Regions from separate parts of the Mus musculus genome. Here region 2 is linked to region 1. The links are chromatin contacts, called in public Micro-C maps. All regions are on one chromosome and are shown on one strand. The core of a region is the stretch at or near the end of the contact, and the rest is flanking DNA. Distances in the headings are between cores, read along the strand shown. Region 1 overlaps Slc16a10 (solute carrier family 16 (monocarboxylic acid transporters), member 10). Region 2 has its middle 34 kb from the start of Gm31992.

Region 1 (5,051 bases), core at 1,832-4,331:
TGAAACAGCACATCCAGGATTCGTATATATCCCCCTTTCCATTGTATTGGCATCCTGCTTCTTACATTGCCCCGTCCCCTTCTCCTTCATGCCGGTGTCTTTGTTTCATGTCTTTATTACTTTGGGCCTCAATTGCTAGGATCACATTATGGATTGTATATGTTTTGCTGCTTCAATGCCATCAGTGGCATGTGTTATCTGCTGGAAAATACCAGACTCCTAATTCCTGAGGTTTGCAAATCATGGCCCTTGTCTGACCTGACATTCCCTCCCTCCCTCCCTCCCTCCCTCCCTCCCTCCCTCCCTCTCTCCCTCATTCCTTTGTTCCCTCCTTCTCTTTCTCTCTTCCTGATATTTTTGAGGCAGAGTTTCTGTAGTCCTGGCTGGCTTCACTATGTAGAACAGGCTTGTCTGACATGCAGAGATCCACCTGTCTCTGCCTCCATGTCTGGCTCACCTCTCCTTTCTTGTTCTTTGTGTCCCAGCTAAGCTGGCAGCCTGTACATACCCAGGAGTGTCACATTACCTTTGTTTCTGTCCCTGTATGTGTACCACTCCTCCTCAGCTTGGTTGTTAGTCCTGTAGGGTTCCAGTGCCTTTCAGTCTTTATGCCACAGTCCTGGAACTTTAGGCAACAATGGTCACATTTTAAGCATTTGGGATGATTGGAGCTATTACATTTCGGAGATTTGAGACTAAATTAAAGTGGGTTATGAATTAAGCTTAAAGTGAAGGACAGAACTCAATTTCAACCTATTCTAAGTTAATCAGTAATCTGTGAAAGGATTCAATTTCTTCTCTTTTCTTTCTTTCTTTCTTTCTTTCTTTCTTTCTTTCTTTCTTTCTTTCTTTTTTTTTTTTTTTTTTTTTTTTTTGAGACAAGGTCTTGCTGTGTTTGCCTCTGACTTCTGAGTGGTGGGAATATAGGCATGTATCACTATGCCTGGCGAACAGAAGGCATTTTAAAGCTACCCATGCTTATTTAACTGGTAATTTGTATAGTCCTTTGTCATAAAGAGAAGGCTTCCATGCATTACCTTATTTTAAGTTTTCATTTATTTTGAGCCAGGATCTGGTGGTGTCCAGGCTGATCCAGGCTCCTGGTCTAATGGTCCTTCTGCCTCTTTTTCTCTCCTATCTGAACTGTACACATGTATCTCTTATTTTGGACTAGCCTTCTGTGTCAGCTTTTGGAGGCTACGTTTGGGCAGCAGGATAACAGTGTTCACATCTACCAAGTTGGACCTAGGAGTATCTGTTTAACTAGGGACATAGTTTTGTATTCATATGAAGTAAAACACCCTGCCCTTTCCCCTCAGTACAGTTCTCTACATATTTCCTTGTATTTTATCTAGATCCTCAAGAATGCCTTCTGTGTAAGCGTCAGAAGTCATGGTTTTGAAGACAATTCCACTTCAAGTCATGATAGCTCCATCAGAAAACTGACTTCATATTCAAATTAAACAAACAGATCTCAACAAAAACAAACTAAGCCCCAAATGTAACTGGAAAAGTCACCTCCCCAAAGCTCCAGGCCTCAGCTGCCTCAGCTGGTACTGCCCGCATAGGAATGCCGGTTGATGCTTTGGCAGTCATTCAGGATGGCCATCTCTAGTACACCTGAGTATTCCACACAGGAGACTGCCTGTCAGAGCCTGCAGTGGTGGGGGAAGCGCTACCCCGGACCCTGCTGAGTGTGTTGAATGTTTGTGGTTACACCGTGTCTTCAGTAACGGCGTAGAGAAGCCAGAACTAAGGAACTGAGGTGGAGAAGTCTTCGTTTCACCATGGCAGGGCATATTTGGGAGCTACTGATTTGAAATGCTGTATATGGACCAAAGCAGAGTTTCCGTCTTCTGTATTCCTCTTACTAAACATAAAAATCTCACGCTCTTCAGAGTGTCTGTACTCAGCGTCCCAGGGAGTTTATCTTCCCCTGAGTGCGCCCATCGTGCTAAGGAGTAAGAGTGGCATCTGCATCTCTCACCAGGCAAAGCTATGCCAGGCTTTCTCTCTAGCTCAGTTGTGAAAGCAATTAGGGCTCTCATTCAGTTTTTAGTAATTACTAGGTTTTAATACTGAATATATTGTTTGTGCATCTCTGGAATTTTGATGTATTCTTTCTTTTTTTAAAGGACTTAAAAAAAAAAGATTTATTTATTCATTTATTATATGTAAGTACACTGTAGCTGTCCTCAGACACTCCAGAAGAGGGAGTCAGATCTCGTTACCGATGGTTGTGAGCCACCATGTGGTTGCTGGGATTTGAACTCCTGACCTTCAGAAGAGCAGTCAGGTGCTCTTACCCACTGAGCCATCTCACCAGCCCTTTTGATGTATTCTTGCTATAGTCTCCTGACTTGAGAAGCACAAAGTGGAGTTTACAGTTAATTGATGGGGTTGAGCCGGCCCCATAGTGTTTGCCCAGCTTGTGGGAGGTCCTGGCTCTGGCCCCACCTTCAGCACTGCAGCAGCAACAGCAAAATAGTAAAAATTGTCAAGGTCTGCCTTAGCTAGTTAAATTCAAGCAAAAGATAATTGTTAAATTAATGTAAAAAGGTCAGGGGAATGAAGCAAGCCTGGTAGTTTACACCATCAACCCTAGTACTCAGGCTAGCTTGAGTCTGAGGCTAGCCTATCTATGTCGGAAATTCAGGTTAGCCTGGTCTATATTGCAAATTCAGGCCTCTATCATGAGACCCTGCCTCCTCCTTTCCATTACCCCCAAAAGTTCAGGGAATGTTGTTGCCTCCTCCAATTCCCTCCCACCCAGATAGTCAGGGCTTTGTCCTACCGTGGTCACACGTCAGCTGGTACTCGCCTTCCTCCGAGAGTAAATTGCTTTGACAGTGTTCTGCAGCAGTTCTGAGAGCTGAACATGTATTTCTGTTGTATACACAGATGAGATCTAAACTCCAATTCTCTTATATTTTATAAAAATAGAAAGCTAGGGGACAAGGGATGGGAAGGCTCAGAGGTTAAGAGCACTTGTTATCTTGCAGAGGACAGAGTTGCTTCCGTAGCAACTACGTGGCTGTTCACAGCCATCATAACTCCAGTTCCATGGGAGCCCATTTCCTTATCTGGCCTCTGCAGGCACTGCATGCACAGGGTGCTCAGATGGATAGACAGACAAAACACCCATACACTTAAAGTTAGAAAATGATTAAAAGCAGATAACTATGGCAGAAGTGTGTCTTGGGACCATAATCTCAGCACTCCAGAGACCGAGGCAGTCTACAAGTTCGAGGCCAACCTGGTCTACATAGTGAGATTTAGGCCAGCCAGGGTTATGTAGTGAACCCTTGTCTCAAAAGAAGAAAAGAAAAGAAAAGAAAAAGAATTAACTTTTTAACAAGTTGAGTTAAGCCTTGCACACGGCTTCTCTTCCTTTCTGCTGGGGATCGAGCTCACGGCCTAGACTAGAGCGAGCTCCTGGCACCTGTCTCCACTTCTGAGCCTACCGCCAAGCCAGCTGCCCACAGCCCCAGGCGGTGGTTTTTGATAGTAGAGAACCTTTCATTTGGTCTATTATGTCTTATTTTTATTTTTTATTTTTTTATTTTTATTTAACTTGATGTGGGATTTCTAATGATAGCACCGGGATGGCTTCATATTTGTCAGTGATTGGTTATTAGCGACAGTAATTGAAAATAGAAAATAGTAAAAGGAAGCAGAAGCTGTTTTGTAGGAATGAATAAATGACATAGCCTTTAGTCATACAAGCATTATTGTCTTACTTCTTCCTAGAGAATTTTTTGTTATGGAATAGATTGGAACTGGTAACTTGATTTGCTTAGTTTTATAGTTTTGTCTTTTAATAGTTTTATAGTATAGTTTGTTTTCTGAGAAAGGATCTCTCAATTTAGTCCTTGTTGTCTTGAAATTTACTATGTAGACCAGGCTGACCTTGAACTCTCAGAGACCCGCCTGCCTCTGCTTCCTGAGTTCTGGGTTAAAGGCGTGTGCCACCAACCTGGCCTTAGGGACCAATTTTAAATAAAATCAGATTATTATTCATATTTTGATTTTGGATTAAAAAAGGATACTTATTATCATATACATAATCATTTTCTTATGTGTTTGTTTGTTTTTATGTAGCTCAGGCTGATTTCAAACTCTGTAGCTGTAGGTGCTGGACCTGAACCCAGGGCCCCTGCACGAGCAACAAGCTGTCAAACGTTGAGCTAGTTTTCAAGCACCAGCCATCTTTAGAAACTTTTGAGTTTAGGATTTCAAAATTGTAGATGATAAATGATCGATTTAGTTCCTTTGTGGGTTTGTTTATTTATTTATGTATTTATTTATTTATTTTGTGTGCTAGGGTCCAAATCCAATGCCTGTGTTTGCTAGAGAATGCTTTGAGCTAAATCCCCAATCCAGGGATTATAGATTTAAAAAGAAGAGCAAGCACACAAAAAGGAGCTTTTGATTCCTATACATATCTACTTTCTCCTTTTGCTGATCAGCACATTTTACTTAGAGGATATTTCTCTATCCTGAAGGTCACCCACTTACTAGTTGTATTCATTGTGGTAACCTACTACCCTGGCTACTCTGGCCTTCAGACCAGGCCTCTGTGGCTAAGCTGCTGGCAGGGTTGTAGTGTCCCCTGTTCTCTTTCCTCAGCTCTGCCAGCCTAGGTGTGTTGAACAAGGCCTACCTGGAGCTGAGAGAAGGGATGGAAGCCAACTGTCAATGGTCCTTCTGAAGTCATCTTAACTAGCAAGAGCTGCTGTGCTAGCATCCTGTCCTCGGTGTTACTGCTTTTCTCTGCTTCCCTGGGCCCAGGCTCATTCTGTTGAAATACCTTTAATCAGTTGGTTTTGGTGTATATATAATATATGTCTTCAATAATTTTTTTTTGCTTTTGTTTTTAAAAGAATGCAGCCCGGCATGGTGGCACACACCTTTAATCCCAGCATTTGGGAGACAGAGACAGGCGGATTTCTGAGTTTGAGGCCAGCCTGGTCTACAGAGTGAGTTCCAGAACAGCCAGGGCTACACAGAGAAACCCTGTCTCGAAAAACCAAAAAAAAAAAAAAAAAAAA
Region 2 (5,051 bases), core at 1,198-3,697, 66 kb before region 1:
GAGAGGTGGGAAGGGGGAGAGAGAAAGAGGGCTAGAGAGTAAGAAAGGTGAGGGCTTAAAGAGAGCGAGGAGGGGCCAAGCAGACCCTTTTATAGTGGGCTGGGCTATCAGGTAACTGTGGGGAGGAGCATACCTGGCTATAGTCAGGTAACTGTGGGGGTGGGGGTCTAGCCAGAATGACAGAAGCTTGGGACATTGTCTTAGTGATTGATAGTCACAGAATTATGGAGTTGGGGGCTCTGTGGTTTCAGGCACCTGATTCTGGGAACGTGACTTGCTTTTCTGTCCCTTGTAGAGTTCTCTACTAAGTCACTGGAGCAAGCCCCAGTCAACCAAAATAGGCTTCCTATCATAGCTCCACAACAGACTGATCATCATTAAGAAGACAAATAAAGCCTGGCGGTGGTGTCACATGCCTTTTATCCCAGAACTTGGGAGGCAGAGGCAGGCAGATTTCTGAGTTCGAGGTCAGCCTGGTCTACAGAGTGAGTTCCAGGACAGCCAGGGCTACACAGAGAAACCCTGTCTCGAAAAACCAAAAAAAAAAAAAAAAAAAAAAGGGACTAGAGAGATTCCCACACCCACAGGAGGTAGCTCACAACCGCCTGTAACTCCAGTTCCCAGGATCCAATGGGTCTGATCTCTGTGGGCACCTGCACTCACATGCACACACTCAAACACAGATATTCATACATACACATAGTTAAAAATAAATCTTTTTCTTTAAATTAAAGAAAACAAAGGATAATATATATTGGTGAGGATATATTTATCTTCAATTTATATACTTAGAAAAAGAGTAATTCTTAGACACAGCTGGTAATGTTCATTGGTGCAACCACTATAGACATCAATATGGATAATCCTTAAAAATCTAAAACCAGAACTACTAATATGGCCCACATGTTACCAGGTGCTCAGGCACCACCTAGTTTGTCTTGTGGGATGGGAAAAGAAGACCCCTTCAGACAGAAGATGAAGGTGGACGGGAGGAGCCACTGACAGACTGTGACAATAGAGGTCTGAGGTCCTCAGGGTCAAAGTGGAGGGACCTTGACCGTAACTGTTATAGATCTGAGGCTGGAATCCAAGTGGCCGGGATGATCACGGAGTAAAAATAGGGTTCTTGAGGGTCCCAGATAGTGTAATAGTTACAGACCTAGAGGAGCGACTAGTGCATGCAACAGGTGTAGATGCACCCTGTACTCAAATGCACCTGTAAACAAATAAAAAGTGTTTTCCTCCCAGCTCTTGCTCCTGGAATGACAACTCTGACACTGATTATTATTAAATGCCTAGGCCATGAACTTTGGCTCATTCCCTGACTAGCTATAACTTATTTAACCCATTCAAATTAGTCTATGTCTGGTTATCTTTCCTTTAATCCAGGTCTGCTGCTTCTTTTGCATCTGTCTCCTCAGTGTCTCTCTCTCTAATCTCCTTCGAATTTTCCAGCAACTCTCTTTCAGCAGCCTCTTATTTAACTTCATCTCCCTCATGGCCCCAGGCAAGTCTCCCTTTTAGTCACTCACTATTTCCCAGAATCCCCTCTCTTCCTGCCATTGTCCCACCTCCTATTTTCTGCCGTCAGCTTTTTTATTGACAGGTAGTGCTTATAAGAGATTCTCTCTACACATACCAGCCACAAGACTAAACACAAAAGCTGTAAACTTTATTGGAATAGATAATTGGAGGGGGCCCAGAGGTAGACGTCTGCCTAGGGTGGGTACTCTCCCTTGCATAGGCTCTTTGCTCCCCACAGCCTTTTTGTTTGTTTGTTTGTTTGTTTGTTTTGTTTTGTTTGTTTGTTTTCAAGACAGGGTTTCTCTGTATAGCCCTGGGTGTCCTGGAACTCACTTTGTAGACCAGGCTGGCCTTGAACTCAGAAATCAGCCTGCCTCTGCCTCCCAAGTGCTGGGATTAAAGGCATGTGCCACCACTGCCCGCCCACAGCCATTTTTTAACAGTTGCAATCTTCTGGGTGCTCAGATAGAAGAGACAACCAGAGAACCAGGCTTTCTAGGTCAGCTCAAGTTCTCTTGACTCTCCTTTACATCCAGACCATTCCTGGGTGTATATAGGAAGAACTCCAAAAATATCCTAGAAATACTTGTACATACAAGGTGTTGTGACTCTGGTCATCATAACTAAGAAATGGAAACTTTTATTTGTATTCTCTCACAAATAAATGCTTAAAGAAAGTGTATACACATGAAACTCACACATATAATTTTCTTCAGTACATATATGTGGTGGAATTTTGTTTATCTGCAAAAAAAACAAACAAACAAAAAACAAACAAACAAACAAAAACCAGGAATCATGGCTTTGGGAACAGGACCTGGAATGGTGGGTGAGAGTCAATGGACTCATGTGACAAATGCCGGAAAACCAGACTCAGGAGACTAGCATGAGGCTGCAGATCTGGGTTTACTGAGCAGGGCATAAGCTTATGTACAATCTCAAACCCATCAATCCTCAGCCGATCGTATCTAATGCACTGTCACTGTGTCCCAATGAAAGCCCTGCCTGATACGGTTACTCAGAAGGAACAGGGGGGAGATGGGGAAGTGGCCACCGCCCTGGCCTCAGTTTCTTTTTGCTGTCTCACTGTTGTTCCGGGAGTGATCTTAGATCTAAGGCTGGGTAGTGCACATCAGGACTCTGTGAGGAGTCTCGGGAGCCTGTGGCACTCTCTCTCCATCCCACATTTTTCCTTCACAAGGTTGGCTTCCATGTCTACCACACATGACATTTGCAGAAAAATAGATGTAACTGGGGATCATTGTTAAGTGAGACTCAGAAAGAGAAATACACCTTGTTTTCCCTCTTATCCCTAGAAGGATTTAAGTGTGTGTGAGTGTGTGGGAGGTTCCCTCCTGTTTTGTTTTGTTTTGTTTGTTTTGAGATAGAGTCTCTATGTAGGCTTAGCTGTCCTAGAACTCCCTATGCAGCTCTGAACTCAAAGAGATCGGTCTGCCTCTGCCTCTGCCTCCCAAGGTCTGGGATTAAAGGTATACACCACACCTGATCCTGCAAATCACTTTTTTCTTATTTTATATTTTTGAGTGTTTTGCCTGCATATATGCTTGTACCATGTGTGTGCCTGGTATCCGTGGGCATGCCTGGTGCCCACAGAAGCCAGAAGAGGACATCAGATCACTTAGGACTGGTGTTTTAGATAGTTATGAGCTACCATGTAGGTGCTGAGAATTGAACCTAGGTCCTCTGGAAGCGCAATTAGTGCTTTTAACCACAGAGCCATCTCTCTAGACTCCCTATAAATAACTTCCAAAGTGTATCAGAATATATATATATATATATATATATATATATATATATATATATACACATATATATATCTTAACCAGTCTGTTCTTGTGTGAGCCTAATATTGTTCAGAACAATATTGCCTGCATCAACAATCTGACGCACACAGGTTTTTCAGACAAGGAGTTGTATCTGGCCAGCTGGGGTAAGGCTGAAGGTGTCACATCTTCATGGCATCATGGAAAGACTGTGATAGGCTCTTTCCTGCAGGCTGGCTGTTAGTAACTTGAAGCAGACTCCATTTCCATTCGGTAATCCTGTGATGAACCTTTGTGACACATGGTGTAACTCTTCCCTCTATAATACTTTCTTTAAACAAATGATTTACTATCTATGTATGTGTGTGTTCCCTGGTCTCTGCACTTACTTAGCCGCTGAGCCATTTTGGCTTTGATGTAATTGGAATAGCCTCTTCTCCCCCATTATGTCAAATCTTACCCTCTCCAGCTCCCTCTCTTAAGGCAGAGATGTGGTTTTACATATGCTGGCCTTGAACTTCAGCCTCCCAAAAAGTTGGAGTTAGGGCCTGTAAGTCTTCATAATGGGCCTTCTCTTAAGTCTATAGTCCCACAACCCCTGTCAGCAGTTTTTAAAAGCTCTGTGCTAGGTCTGTACTTGTGAGGGACTTCTCCTTGTTGTTAAAATTTATACTGGCCAGTTATCCTTGTGATACAAGCTCTTTTCTATGTTGTTGTATCTGGAATCCACAGTAATATAATCTGTTCTACAGCATGGTTGGAACACATGTGAATTACATATAGCTGAAAAAGGTTTTAAAATATTTTCAAAATGTACTGCATGCTTTAAAATTTTTCATCCTATAGAACTTTAATTTAAAATTTTTAATTATTATTTTATTATTTTAATGTGTATGAATGCTTTGCCGCATATATGTCTGTGTGTTACGTGAATGCTGGGTGCCTGTGGCATCCAAAAGAGGGCATCAGATTCCCGGAATAGGAGTTACAGATGACTATAAGCCACCAAGTAAATAAATGCTAAGGAAACCAAGGCCTCTGCAAGAGCTGCTACTGCTCTTAATTGCTGAGTCACCTCTCCAGTCCCTATAGTTCTCCAGATTAAAAGAGATTCAGGAGAGGGTTATAATGTTGTTCCAGGGAAATGTTAGTGATCCGCCAAAACACACACAGGAGCCAATCTGATGCAACTCACATCAGGGTCTTTATTCTAGTTGAGCTAGCTCGCCGTACCCCCAACCCCCCACCCCAACGCACCACTGTCATGAAGGACAGTTTTGGTGGTGGGGGAGCCCCGAATGTCTACTGGGTCAGGGCTTTATAGGAAGCAGCAAGCAGGGAGTCCATGAGCAAGCATCTAAAGCTATGGCCTTTAACTGTGGCCTTTAACACAATTGGCTGGTGCTGGGACTCATATCATAAACTTAACTTCTGTTCCCCTCTGCATTGGTGGTCGTTAAGCAAGGGGTGGGCTTGTAGCCAGGGGGTGCAGGTTTGCTGGCATAATAACCTGAAGAGGCTGGTCTTAGTAATTTGAAGGCACTGGTTTTGTTGGGGATTAGCATAGGGACTGGAGCTGTTGTAACCCCTGAATTACTGATACTAGACTTTAGTGATGTACAGACAGTTTGCCTCTGCATTCCCCGCCAGAGACTCCCATCCTCTCTCCCCCTCTCCTGTCATTAGAATTGCATGCAACACTTCTGAGGATAAGCAGCAAAACTCCAGGTGCCTGTCCTTGAG

The links. A called contact is a pair of places that touch in the nucleus more often than the background predicts.
Region 2: a contact with region 1 is called in a Micro-C map of the G1E-ER4 cell line, with 2.5 times the contacts expected there. The contact joins two enhancer-like sites. A contact is called at or near these places in 2 of 39 promoter capture datasets (macrophages and pre-B cells), 1 of 15 datasets of contacts at CTCF or cohesin (CD8 T cells), 27 of 484 Hi-C or Micro-C datasets (B cells, CD4 T cells, CD4 single positive thymocytes and 13 more), 9 of 115 datasets of contacts at active chromatin or transcription factors (CD8 T cells, the HPC-7 cell line, T-cell acute lymphoblastic leukemia and 6 more) and 3 of 9 other capture datasets (adipose tissue, liver and pancreatic islet).

Annotation. Positions count from the first base shown.
Region 1 is chr10:40,129,956-40,135,006 of GRCm38.p6, reverse strand. The region is part of intron 1 of Slc16a10 (solute carrier family 16 (monocarboxylic acid transporters), member 10); the gene reads left to right. Among named protein-coding and RNA genes, the nearest start is that of Slc16a10, 9.8 kb to the left of the region's middle. Within about 2 kb of position 3,081, at least 25 of the 459 cell types and tissues checked have an H3K27ac peak or open chromatin away from gene starts, as enhancers often do. A contact at or near this core is called in the G1E-ER4 cell line, where this site is marked.
Region 2 is chr10:40,195,662-40,200,712 of GRCm38.p6, reverse strand. No RefSeq gene overlaps it. Among named protein-coding and RNA genes, the nearest start is that of Gm31992, 34 kb to the right of the region's middle. Within about 2 kb of position 2,447, at least 5 of the 459 cell types and tissues checked have an H3K27ac peak or open chromatin away from gene starts, as enhancers often do. A contact at or near this core is called in the G1E-ER4 cell line, where this site is marked.